Linked DNA regions of Mus musculus: region 1 is linked to region 2. Evidence: chromatin contacts called from public HiChIP or PLAC-seq data. All regions are on one chromosome and are shown on one strand. Each heading gives the region's core, a stretch centred on a gene start, on an enhancer-like site or on the middle of the called end of the contact. The rest is flanking DNA. Distances are from core to core; before and after follow the strand shown.

What was found. HiChIP or PLAC-seq counts read pairs in DNA pulled down with a chosen protein or histone mark.
Region 1: a contact with region 2 is called in an HNF4G HiChIP or PLAC-seq map of pancreatic cancer cells. The contact joins the enhancer-like site here to the promoter of Trappc10 in region 2. A contact is called at or near these places in 1 of 15 datasets of contacts at CTCF or cohesin (CD8 T cells), 2 of 115 datasets of contacts at active chromatin or transcription factors (embryonic stem cells and pancreatic cancer cells) and 3 of 9 other capture datasets (adipose tissue, liver and pancreatic islet).

Annotation. Positions count from the first base shown.
Region 1 is chr10:78,328,030-78,334,633 of GRCm38.p6, forward strand. Agpat3 (1-acylglycerol-3-phosphate O-acyltransferase 3) reads right to left here. Exons shown (of 10, transcript NM_053014.3): 2 at 1,247-1,307. Among named protein-coding and RNA genes, the nearest start is that of Mir7659, 8.9 kb to the right of the region's middle. Within about 2 kb of position 1,867, at least 32 of the 459 cell types and tissues checked have an H3K27ac peak or open chromatin away from gene starts, as enhancers often do. A contact at or near this core is called in liver and pancreatic cancer cells, where this site is marked.
Region 2 is chr10:78,242,553-78,249,465 of GRCm38.p6, forward strand. Trappc10 (trafficking protein particle complex 10) reads right to left here and starts at 2,093. Exons shown (of 23, transcript NM_001081055.2): 1 at 1,884-2,093. The coding sequence starts at 1,950. Gm30122 (a long non-coding RNA gene) reads right to left here. Exons shown (of 3, transcript XR_380597.2): 3 at 6,328-6,701.

The DNA.
Region 1 (6,604 bases), core at 617-3,116, 85 kb after region 2:
AAGTTAGATACTGTCTTCAGGAAATCATAACTATAAACAGAAAAAGTGTGAGACTAGAATTTGGTTGCTACAATCCTAGATCTATTTTGGACTAAGGAGGGAGGGCTTATGCCAGGATCTCACTCTGCAGTCCATACAGGCCCAAACCACATGATGCCCCTGCCACAGCCTCCCAAGTGCCGGGATAATAGGAATGTATTATTGCAAAGGCATAGCTCCTACTTATTCAAAATATGTTTGATGTCGTAAATAAAATAGTGGATTTCAGAATATTCTTGGATACAGTTTTGTCCCAGAAAGCTAAACTACCCACCCACTGCCTGCCAAGAACTGGGACATTGACCTAAACCATGACCCTGCAGTCTGAACCAAGAGATCTGCATGACAGACAGCACCCACTCTACAGATATCTTCTGGGTCATGGAGGAAAGGCAGGAAGCCACCTGATCCAGGTTTGACCATGAAGGATGAGCCTGTGGTTCAAGCTCCTTCATTAAAAGGCTCTGGGGATGGCATGAAGCTCCAAAGGATGAGGGCATGGGAATAGGCAGAGATGTCCCACCCCTGTCACATAGAACGTTAGGCTCTATTCTCAGGCCTTGTGACCCAGAACCCACTGCCGGACTGACCCAGCTAATATCAACCAACATCAGCCCCTGTGGCCTCCAGAAGGAGATGCACCTGCTCTGTTTCTATCAGGAAGCAACTCTGACCCCAGGGCCACAAGCTTTCAGGTCCCGGTAAGTGGCTATCAGCTGGTCTCAAGGAGGCTGGTGTGCTTCTGGGGCCATTCTGTTGAGGGGATTGCATGTGAGAGCTGTGTCCTGGTAGCCACTCTGGCTCACCAACATCCTATCTCACCAGCTCTTCACTGGTCTCTCTCTCTCTCTCTCTCTCTCTCTCTCTCTCTCTCTCTCTCTCTCTCTCTCTCTCTCTCTCTCTCACACACACACACACACACACACACACATATATATATGACAGATATAGATGCCTCCTGACCATAGAGGGTATAAAAATGCTTGCCCTTTAAGAAAATCAGCAGGCATATTAAGGCCTAGCCATGCCCAGGGCTCAGATTGTCCCAGTATCCCTATCTAACCTAGGTATGAACTGGGGTCAAAGATCTTCCACTACCAGGAGCTGGCTATGTCACACAGGGGACCCACACCTAAGCTGTACCCAGGACACACATAGAGACATGCAGAAACAAACTCATGAAACCCACCATGCCCTCTTCACTTACCAAGGCACAGGCTAGCAGGGCCAGGCGATGGCTGTCCTCAAGGGTGTCCGACCTGCAGGGCCTAGAAGAAGAGGACATGGTCATGAATGTGGCATACAGGGCTTAGGAGAGGCATTTCCCTCGAAGCAGGCAAACAGCGCTAGGCAAGAACTTCACTAGGGACTCAAGCCAATCCCAGGATCATGCCCCTGGAGTTCAGGAAGTTGAGCCTGCACTTCCATTGCATAGCAGGAGGTTCGCAGATGACTCATAAATGAAAAAACCCAGAGACAGGCACCAGTTACATTCCAGGACACCGGGGACCACTGCAGAGACCTGCAGGTCCCTAAGCAATGGAACTGGGCTGCTGCATCTGCCAGAACAGAACAGCCTCCCTCTGCCAGGGGCTGTCCTACCCAGAGCCACTGCCCAGCTTGTGTGCATGATGGAGCATCTCCCCACTCTACACACTGGGCTCCTCTGGCCCGTTAGCTCTACCACGCCACACCACACCCCAGCCCTTAAGGATCACTTTGCCAAAATGTCCATTTTAAACTGTGGCAAACCCTGCACAAGACTGACCATCTTGAGCATGTCTGAGGCACGTATGCATGGCTGTGAAGCCGTTGGTACTCTCCACCCACAGAGCTTTCCCATCTTCCAGATGGATACCCAGCCTCTCCCATAAGCTAGCAGCCGAGCCCTCAGTACCCAGGATGCTCTCTGTCTTCACACTAGAAACTCTAGCAACTTCATGTAAGTGGAATCACACAATCGCTCTTTCTGTGAGGGCTCTCTCTTTCTTAAGGCCAAAGACCATTTTGCTGGATGAGTGCAGTAGAGCGAGTGTCTGTGTCCCTACCCCACCATGACAGTGCAGACAGCAGTGTCTTTGACAGCGATCAGGTCTTGAGTCTTAGTGTCCTCAAGAGAAGAGAACAGGCTCCAAACTCATGATCCTCCTGCCTCGACCTCCCTATTGCTGGGATTAGAGGCTCATGTCACCCTGCCTGGCCACTTTCCAGTATTTTAGGTTGCCTCTACACTATCGTTGGGCCATATACTCCCGAGGAAAATCCATTCCACTACTAGCTCTGCCCCTCGGTAGTGACAGGAGCCCACCAGCATGGCTGCAGCAGCTCACTTGGGACGTGGCACTGTGGACTGCCTTGCTTCTTCAGAGTAGGGTTTGGTAAGTTTCTTGGATTTAAATTTTCACCAAATTTGGAAAAATTCAAGGCCTTGCTTTTTCCTAGCATGGGAGACCTTTATGTTCTTTCCCACTCGTCATAGTCCCACTGATGTCTTCTTTGTCTTTTGTGCTTTTCAAAGCATTCTGTCTTTGAATATACTGATCTCTTCTGCACCCTTTAACTGACCAAATCGATCCCAGCCAGGATGGTTTATTTTTGCCTCTAAGATATGTGTGTGTATGTACACTCCAGAAGACAACCTTAAGTGTCAACTTCAGAAATGGTACCCACTAGGGCTGGAGAGATGGCTCAGTGGTTTAGAGCACTGGTTGCTCTTCCCTAAGACATCAAGTTCAATTCTAAGCATGCACGTGGTAGCTGACAATCATGTGTTAACTCCAGTTCTAAGGGATCCGACACCTTCTTCTAGGCCCTGCAGGCACTAGGCACATGGTGTACAAGCATGCATGCAGGCAGAACACACACACACACACACACACACACACCACTCATACATAATAAAATAAACTTAAAACAGTTGAGGACAGTGTACCTTTACTATAATCACTACCAGGGGGTCAGAAGCAGGTAAATCTCTTTGACTTCAAGACCTGTCTGGTCTAGAGCAAGTTCTAGGCCAGTCAAGGCTACATTGTGATACACTGTCTCAGAAAAGAAACAGAAACAAAGAAACAAAAAAGAAAGAAAGAAAAACAAAGAAAGAAACAACGAAACAAAAGAAACACCACTCACCTCCTTTGAAACAAGGTCTCTCATTAGTTTGAAACCTCACAGTCCAGCCGGCACCTGTGTCCCTCGGATCCCCTCATCTCTGCCTCCCAAATCTTTCATTATGGCAACACCACCATGCCCAGCAGTTTTATGTAGGTTCCAGAGACTGAAGTTCAGGTTCTTTTTTTTTTTTTTTTTTTTTCTCGAGACAGGGTTTCTCTGTGTAGCCCTGGCTGTCCTGGAACTCACTTTGTAGACCAGGCTGGCCTCAAACTCAGAAATCTGCCTGCCTCTGCCTCCCGAGTGCTGGAATTAAAGGCGTGTGCCACCATGCCTGGCTAGTTCAGGTTCTCATATACAAGTCTAGGGACAGACAAACTCAAGCCCCAGTTCCATTAAAAAAATAATAATAATAAAAATAAAACAAAATGAAATAAAAGAAAATAAAAACTGCACATAGAAGAGAAAGTGGGAAGGCTGAGTACAGATGTCTGCAGCCTCAGCCTTAGGAGTCAGAGGCAGGAAAGGTCACGAGGGCAGGAGCCAGCCAGGGCGACAGAGCAAGAGCTGGTCTCCTGACCAACTACTAAGGACAAGAGACTTGTGACTACTGTAAATAAGACAGAGTTAGCGACACAGCGGCATGTTAGGAGAGGGAACTGATTGTGACAGATGGTCCTCAGGCTCTTGAGTCTTCCCAAACACTGAAGCCATGCTCAGTTTTGCCTTTTGGTAAGGCTTCCATCCATGGCAGGGGACAGGGTACAAACCACAAACGGAAAAAAATGACATTGTCATTCAGAAATTATGTAAAGGGCTGGTGTGAAGCTGCAGGAGGGGGGAGGGGGCTCTAAATTATCTTGTCAAGCCGAGCATGGCGACACATACCTTGAATCCTAGCAGAAGCAGAGGCAGGTGGATCTCTGTGGGGTTAGCCTGATCTACATATGGAGTTCCAGGATAGTCAGGGCTACACAGTGAGACCAAAAATAAAAGTAAAATAAAAGTTTTCAGACATTAAGATGGTCAATTTTCAATTGAAAAGGCTCTCTCTCCAAGTGCAGATGTCAGGCCGTGCTCTGCTCTAAGTGACTCAAGACTGTACAGCGTGGCCTTCCAAAGAGACAGGAAGACTTCATTTCAGAAGCAGCTTTGACTCCGTTTTGAGGGAGGATGATGACTGCCCCTGAGTGAACCCCGAAACTGTACCCAATAGGTATTCAGCAGACTGATAAATAACTTATTTCTAAGAACAGAAAGAATGCCACCCTATACGTTGTTGAGGTGAATTGAGACTGTAGGGGCCCAGGGAAATATAAATTATAGCAGAAAACCATGCCCAAAAACTTACTGAACATACCAGACTAAGGAAAGTGCCTCTCCTTTACTTGGACTCCATAAAATGAGTGACACCTAACAGCCCCTTGCAAAGCTATCATGTGATACCTTGTATGGGCATCAAGGACCAAGGACTGTTATATCTGGATATCACAAAATATAGGCCAGCCTGGGCTACATAGGGAGTTCTGGGCTAGCCTGATCTACATAGAGATACGCTACTCCACCCGCTTTCACCCTTCAAAAAAAATATTAAAAAAAAAAAAAGAAGGGAGCTGGAGAGATCACTCAATGGTTAAGAGCACTTACTGCTCTTACAGAGGACCCATATTTAGTTCCCAACACCCACTTGGTGCTCACAACCATCTATATGCACACATAAAGCACACATACATACATGCAGGCAAAACACTCACATGCATTAAATAAATAAATCTGATTTTTAAAAAATGTAAGACTCAAAAAGACACTGTAGTCATGATTGAGACTTCTTAGGAACTAGAAAAACAAGTTGGGAGTCACACACCAGCAGTCAAAAGAAAAAGTTACCCAAGCTCAGAGAGCCCCGGCAGACCCTGTGAATGAACATCCAGAGCAGGAGCCCAGTGTCTCAAACTCTCTCAAGACATGAAGAAAAATAGAAAAACAGAAGTAGGAGAGGCCCGTTCCTGCACATCTGAGGCTAGTCTAATCTTCTCATTATTTAAAAAAGGGGAGTGGGGCTGGAGAGAGAGAAAAAGAGCTGTTGTTACTGGAAAATTCCTCAGATGTCACGTGTGACCATAGACAGAGCCTCAGGAAGATTATCGAGTAGCTCATCAAAGAGTAAGGCTAGGCTAGGTCTCCACGGGAAAGCCGGAGTGCAATCAAAGGGTTAAGATGGTAACATCATTTATAGACATGGTTTAAAAAGCCAAAATGAGCATGGACATCAGCAATACAAACCCTGAGGTTAGCAAGGCCACTGTGCAGGATGACCTGTAAATGTGTGGTGTCCCATCCTGAAAATCGTCGTTACCACCACCATCATCACCACCACCATCACCATCGTAAGTTAAAACCTTTAGAAACATGAGGAATAGAAGAAAATGTCCTCAACTTGATAAAGAACCTAAACACAAAGCAAACCAATCCAGTGTGACTCATATAGCACAAGCACTCAGAAACTGAGGCAGGAGGACTGAGATAACCTACAAACAGATCTCTAAGTCAGCAAGGCGCTGGATGAATAGTGACAGACATTCCTGAATCAGTTCAACCCAGCCATCACAGTAAGAAGTACAGAGCAGGTTCAACAAGACACATCCTGCAGAAAAGCCTCCCAGACGGTTAGTGTCTAAGACTTTCTTCTCTAATCTCTGTGTCTCTGTCTCTTCTCTGTCTCTGTCTGTGTTTCTCTCTCTCTCTCTCTCTCTCTCTCTCTGTCTCTCTCTCTCTCTCTCTCTCTCTGTGTGTGTGTGTGTGTGTGTGTGTGTGTGTGTGTGTGTGTGTGTGTGTACATACACATGTGCCACCCACCTCCTTTGACCCAGTATCTCTCACTGGCCTGGGGCTCACTGATTAACTAGCACGGGCTGGCCAGTGAGCCTCAGGATCCTCGTGTCTGCTTCCCCCGTCCCTGCCAGTGCTGGGGTCCCATCTCCACACCTGTTTGGCTAAGTGGGTCCTCATGTTTGCAAGGTTGAGTCATCCTGGCAGCACCCTTCTTTTAGTCTTCTGAGACATAGTCTCAGGTAGCTCAGGTTGACCTCAAATTTGCTATGTAGCCAAGGCTGGCCTTGACCTCATCATATTCCTGGTTCAGCCTTCCAAATCCTGGGATTACAAGGTATGAGCCGACACACTTGGCTCTCCAGCTTTCTTGAGAAAAACCTTTTTTAAAAGTTCTGTAGAGTTGAAGCTATAGTAACAAACATCTGGGTATGAGTATCTAGTTTAAATTTAGCATTTTGCCAAATGTCTTTTTGTGCACACACACGTGTGTTCTTTCCTGAGCTGTGTAAGGGCACAGCTCGGCTCTCCTAGAAGTACATTGTTCACTAGCACAGCACAGTGCACACATGGAGGACGAAACAGCTCACCCAGCATCTCTCTTGAGGTTCACTCCTGACACCTG
Region 2 (6,913 bases), core at 843-3,342:
GATCTAAAGTATGAATTTTTTAATACGATAAAACAGATTGTTTGGGGAGCAAACACTAAGAGAACCATATACACAGTATTGACGTGTTGTGAAGAGTGAACTGGCCTTTGGGTAGATTTCTGAACTGAGTTCGTTAGCTTCTCCTTTAAAACATAACAAGATAAAGAAGGAATAAGGTGGAACCAGGATAAGTGCTTGCCAAAGCTGCAGCCCCAGAAACATAAAAATGCCACTGAGTGTATACTAAGTCAGATTTCCTGAGTGTCAAAAAAAAAAAAGCCTTTTATTTTAAAGAGATTGCTTTTACATTTCTCTAAAACGACTTTGTTTTCTGAAATTCCAGTGAAGAGCTGTGCCCTCCAACTTGGGGACACCATCAGCACACTTTCTTATGATGCTACCCCAAAGCCATGGGAATCCCCCACCAACACCCAAACTCCAACAGGCCTACAGGAAGGCACCCTGCAGCTGTCCTGCACACAGGAAGGTAAGACATTAAATAGCACACATTTCCAAGTACTAGCTACCAGAGTAATTAACCCTTTCTCCTTAGCCACAGCCGATGCCGCTGAGCTTGCAACTTTACCTTCAGCAGGATGCTGATAAAATGTCTATGGCAATGAAGATGCCAATGTTCAAAGCTAAGGGTCGGGAGATGCAGTCAAGTAAGTGGGTGTCCCTGTGGGTTCTAAGTACTCATCCAGAATTCCTACTGTGCACAGTACTGGGGGAAAGTTCTCAGGACCTGGAACACATTGAATCCAACCATGAACAGGGTGCAACTTCCCTGAGGGGATCAAGGAGCACCCGGGCAGGGCGGGGCAGCCTCCAGACCAGCTCTGCCACATCGGTCCACCTGCCTGCAGGTGAGGTTTGGCAAGCCTCTCAGTTGCCAAGCATTCTGGGAAGAAAAAAAAAAAAAAACAAAACACACACAACTAACTGCTGAACTATGCAAGTCTCCCAACTTTATGGGAGACACATCCATATCCCTGAGAAAGTTAATCTAGCAATAAAGAGATGTAAGTCTTTAAATATGAAATGTCTATGCGGTTACAGGAAGGAACTGGGAGGAGCCCATGTATCCAAGGGCCCAAAGGAGAAAACAGAGCAGGGTGTGCTGGAGACCTTGGGAACCCTGGGGCCTAGCACCAGGTTTTGCAAATATGCTTCCTGTTTAGAAAAAAGTAAATTCATAAGGTCAAGCACATACTGAACTGCCAACAGCCACGTATCACACCTGTCCTTTGAGAGACAGCACCGCAAAGCTGTCAAAATGTTAACCAACCCGTCCACACTTCCCATGAGTCCATAGTTTGCAAAACTACTCCGTTCTGAAATTATGCTTTAAAATGAGGGTTTTCTTTTTCTGTAGCAGAGAAACCAATCTTTGTGTGTGAGTGTGTGTGTGTGTGTGTGTGTGTGTGTGTGTGCATTCAGTGGGAGAAGGAACAAGTGCGGAAGGGGATGTCCGAGCGGGAACTCGCTGGTGGAGCAGCTCTGGAAAGTGCCTATAAGCACAGGATGATTGGACCAGACAGAGCTGGGTTCCTTCCTAAGCCTGGCCGGCCACCTGCCACTCCGGCTTGACAGTCACTAGAGGAAGAGCACCTGCGCTCTGCGGAGAGCTGGGCCTGCCCACCGGACTGCGGTCAGCGCGCAGGAGAGCCGACCCACGGGGAAGGCCGGCCCGATCCCTAGCAGCACTGACAGTACAGAACGAGCTGCTCCGGAGACCGCCCAGGTCAGGACCCAAAGCTTGGCGTCGGCTGCACAGCGGGTCGGAGGTCACCCGCGGAAAGGTCGGAGGTCGGCTGTGTCCGCGTAGATGGGAGCTGCCAAGCCCGGCCGCGCCCCCCGCCCGCCCGCCCCGCCGCACTTACAGGTGACGATGGGCTTGTTCTCCATGGTGTAGACCACCGGTGGCTGTGGCTCCTCAGGGGCGTCCATGGGCGTCCGGCGTCACCGGCCCGGCCCCCCGCCCGCCATGGGCACCCGAGGCAGCGCGGGGCCCGCTGAGCCCGCGCCTCCTCGCCGCCGGCCCCCGGCAGCTCCTAGCCGGCCGCCCGCCGCCGCCGGCCGCGTCCACTTCCGGCCCCGGCGCCGCCGCGTGACCACTTCCGGGGCGCGCGACTTAAAGGGGCGGGCCTCGCCGCCGAATGCCCTCCTACGAAAAAGGCCGCGTGCCGGGCCGCCCGGCGGTGCAGGGCGGGGCCGCTGTAGCTGTCAATAGCGGGAGCCGCCTCTGCCTCGGTTCTCAGGCAGCTGCAGAGGACAGAGGGCGGCGCACGTGCCTGAGCTCCTTGACCCCACCTTCTCAATGCCCAAGCTTGGTGACCCTTGCTTGGTCTCATCAGACCTGTCTAAACTGGATTCTCCTCGGCTTCGCACCTGCAGATGCTCCCTTACCCTCATCCTCGCTTCTACCCTGTGTGCCCCCACGTCACGTCTGGCGGAATTCCCGTTATCTCCGAGGGAGCTTCCTCCTTTCCGGCTTCTGCAGGATGCCTTGGGTCGGTTTTTACATCTGGGCGAGCTCAACTGTGCAGTGCCAAGCTGAGTCTCTGCTTGCCTGTTAACACGGACTTGCCAAGTGTGCTGACTCAAAGCGAGGCAAGATCGAAAGTGTTCCACCCACCCCGTACAACTCCATGTGCACCCGCTGGCACGCCAGCTTCCCACTGTCCTTTCTGGTTTTGTGAGGTTTTTGTTTGATTGGTTGATTAGGTGGTTTTACTCGTATGAACCACCACATAGGTCGTTTCCACCTGCGTCAGCCTTCAGCACTCTTTCCCTTGGCTCCCAGAATGCTCCCTATGTCCCACCTTCATCAGTACTGGTCACCTATAGCTGGTACTGCTTTGAAGCCGCTAGGTATTGTGAATGTCGCAAAATCAAATATTGCTTTGAACTGAACTCGGCGCAAGTAAAGCAGGTCTATGGGAGCTTTTGCAAATGGGATTCAGTGTGCAAATGGAATGTCTGAGCATGACTTGACTGTTGGGGAGCATGTTGGTTTGGGCTTTCAGGCAACTGATTAGGGCAGTTGAAGCAGGTGGAGACTGCCAGGCACAGGGGTTCTCAACCTGTGGGTCCCGAGCCTTTTGGCAAACCTCTAGCTCCAAAAAAAATATTTACATTATGACCCATAACAGTAGCAAAATTACAGTTTATGAAGTAGTAACAAACTATTTTTATTTATGTAATAATTTTATTTTTACTTCTTTAATATATTTATTTTGTTTATTTAATATTTTTCTCTAATATTTTTATTTTTATTTATTTAATTTTTAGTTTATTTATTTAATTTTTATTCATTATTTAATATTTTATTTTTATTTACTTAATATTTATTTTTTATTTAGGAGGGTCACAGCATTAGAAAGGTTCAGAACCACTGGCCTAGAGAGAGCACAGCAAAGCAAGAATAGGGGTCCAAAGCCTCCGTGGACGTGCCAAAGGTTTTTCACCCCATCCAGCTAAGCGTTTGTGAGATGTCAGCACAAAGAACGAAGCTCTCACCTCAAATGGAATAAGAGATGGTGTGCTTCGGAGCCAAATTTGAGTGCCCGCCACCCAGGGGACAAGGATTTTGAGGAATCCTCTGAGGCCTCCTGAGTGGGTAACCCCAGGTTTCGTGATCCCACATGGAAGCACTTGAAGCTTTATAGTTGCAGAACATAAAAAGTCATAAATCAAGACAATTTAAAATACATTGGTGAGTACGTCAGAGAGGCTGTTATAGCTAGAAGGTGGACTCTCTCCTGTTGGCCTCAAATACCATTCTTAGCTTTGGAGGTGGGAAAGCTAGTTGTGATGGTTTCTATACACTTGGGCCAGGAACAAGGGGTGGCACTATTAGCACATGTGACCTTGTTGAAGTAGGCCTGTTACTGTGGGTGTGGGCCTTCACCCTATCTACCTGGAAGTCAGTCTTCCACTAGCAGCATTCAGATGAAGATGTAAAACTCTCAGCTCCTCCTGCACCATGCCTGTCTAGATGCTGCCATGCTCCCACCTTGATGATAACAGACTGGACCTCTGAACCTATAAGCCAGCCTCAGTTAAATGTTGTCCTTTATAAGATTTGCCTTGGTCATGGTGTCTGTTCACAGCAGTAAAACCCTAGCTAAGACACTAGTGGTCTGCAAAGTTAATAGATTCCAACACTTTTTTTTTAATCTATTAGTCACAGAGTGTTAGTTCTGACACTGGGGTGGGCAATGAATGGATATTTAGGGGCTGACACTAGGCTATCATAAAATAACTAGCCTCTAGACCTGCAGCCTTGTAACCACTCCACCTCAATGTCGTTGTGATTAGTCACTCAATCTTTGCAGACAAACCTCCTTTCCAGGAATTCTGCTTCACAGGAATGGGTGGCAGTGGGGCTTGTCAGGAACAACAGGGACACTCAGGCCAAACAGTACAACATTCAGCTGAGACACTATAGTAAGGACCGTATCACCAGCCCACAGGCTCCCTCTGCAAAGTGATAGAAGGACTTCCGACTTTACAGGTAAGTCTCTTACCCCGATTCCATAGCAACCCTTTAACAGCTTAAACTCAAGTCTTAGCCTAGGGACTGTATATCTCAAAGGCTGTGGCCAGGCCTGGTCTTAAAGCCAAAACTTGTCAGTCCCTGTCCTCCAACAAAGCAATGACTTGATATGATCTGATCAAGTTTGGAGATGGAGTCCTGGCAGTCAGAGGGACTGGTGAGGGGGCACCTTGAATAGTCTCTAACACAAACAAACCTACAGGAGCTCATGACGGGGAAAGGCTAGTGGAGCTGTGAGCTAGAATGGAAGACAAGGCCTAGATAATCCAGAAACTGTGCGGTGTATTGCTTATCAAAGTCCAACGGGCATCAAGAAATGACTGGACAGGAACAGGAAGTGTGAGGCTCCTCCAAGACATACAATCTCAACTGAAAGCAGCTATGACCCAGAACTGTTTACAAAGGCAACTATAAAATGTATATTCAAGGGACTAAATTAATATGAATGAGGGAAGGCTGCAGCAGAGTAACAAAATATTTTCTTTTTTATTTCATTTTATTTACTTTTATGTGTGTTTTGCCTGCATGTATGTCTGTGTAACATGGACATGCCTGGTGCCTGCAGAGGCCAGAAATGGGCACTGGATCCCCTGGGACTAGAGTTGCAGATGGGTGTAAGCCACCATGTAGGTGCTGGGAATCAAACCCAGGTCCTCTGGAAGAGCAGCCAGGGCTCTTAACCACTGAACCATCTCCCCAGACCTATAGCAGGAAGTATTGTAAATGTATCAAATGGCTTGAAAGATAGCTCAATGGTTTTAATCTTGCTGCTATTGCAGAAGACCCAGGTTCAGTTCCCAGCTCTCACATTGGGCTGCACACAACCACATGTAACTCCAGTTCCAGGGACTCTGATACTTTCTTCAGGACTCTCAGGAAACCCTCACACATGTGGCACACACACGTAAGTAAAAATAAATATTTCCCCCCAGATTCATTTATCTATTATGTATACAGTTTTCCACCTGCATGTATGCCTGTGCACCAGAAGATGGTGCCAGATCCCATTACAGATGGTTGTGAGCCACCGTGTGGTTGCTAGGAATTGAACTCAGGACCTCTGGAAGAGCAGTCAGTGCTCTTAACCAACATGTCTGACTCCCATGGAACAGGAATTGCCAATGGAGAAGGAAGTAGTGCAAAAAAGAAAGCTTTGGCGAAATCTGAGTGAGATACATTCAAAGATCACAGGCAGGTGAGCTACTGAAAGGCAGCAAAGAAGGAGAAAGGCAGAAAACACGGACATCACCTTCACAGGCATGATGGCCGGGGTTGGGATCGGGGGAGCTGGCTTCTTAGCAGAAGCCAAAGATCTGAAGCAAGGTGGAAATTGAGTTTATTACTTTACTTATTTGGTTGGCTAGTTAGTTAGCATGTGTAGGTATGCGTGACAAATGTGCATGTGTGAGCCATGGTGTGCATGTGGAGGTCAGAGAAAACTTTCAGGAATCGGTTCTCTCGCTCTACTCGGGGCTCAAACTCAGGTTGTCAGGCTCAGCAGCGTATGCCTTTACCCACTGAGCCATCTCACCAGCTCTTTGACATTTTTAAAATACTAAACTTAAAAACCTGCCAACCTCACATGGTACCAAATACAAGTACTCTTCAAAAAGCTGGAAAAGGATAAAGATGTCTCGGGTATTATGGCCTGAGGGCAGATTGTACTAGATACAGAAGACCTCCTCAGATGGGGGAAAATGGTACCAGATGAAGACACTGATTCCCGGGAAGGAAGGTACCAAAAAAACAACCAACAAGCCAGGATGTGGGGGTGTACACTTTTAATCCCAGCACTTGGGAGGCAGAGGCAGGCAGAATTCTGTGAATTCAAGGCCAGCTTGGTCTACAGAGTGAGTTCCAGGACAGCCAGGGCTACACAGAGAGACCTTGTCTTGAATAAACAAAAGCAAAAACCAAACCAACCAAACAAACAAACAAAAATAACCAAATGGTAAATGTGCAAAACCAGGCTAGCCCCTCCTCACTTCTTTCAGAGGCTTTTCCAGACAGGCAAACCTGTGAGGTGGTTTCAGTGTGAACGTAGAGATGAAGCATCTCTTTCATCTCTCACTACCAACGCATAGAGACCGTCTCTCGAACTTGTCAGCTTACGAGGTTCTGAAGCAGGAAATTCTGAGTGCTAAAAAGGAAACAGAGAGAGTTCTGTGTGAGGAGGAGAGGGAAAGGCTGCAAGATCAACTCCAAATAGAACTTAAGATGACGTCAAGAACACAGATGGTCAGCCCCATAGCTGAACCACCAGAGAAAGGAGTCAAAAAGATTTAGCGGATTCTATTAATCCAAAAAGAAGCCAAGAGAAGGCAGGAGGGGCTGGGAAGTGGCTCAGCAGCG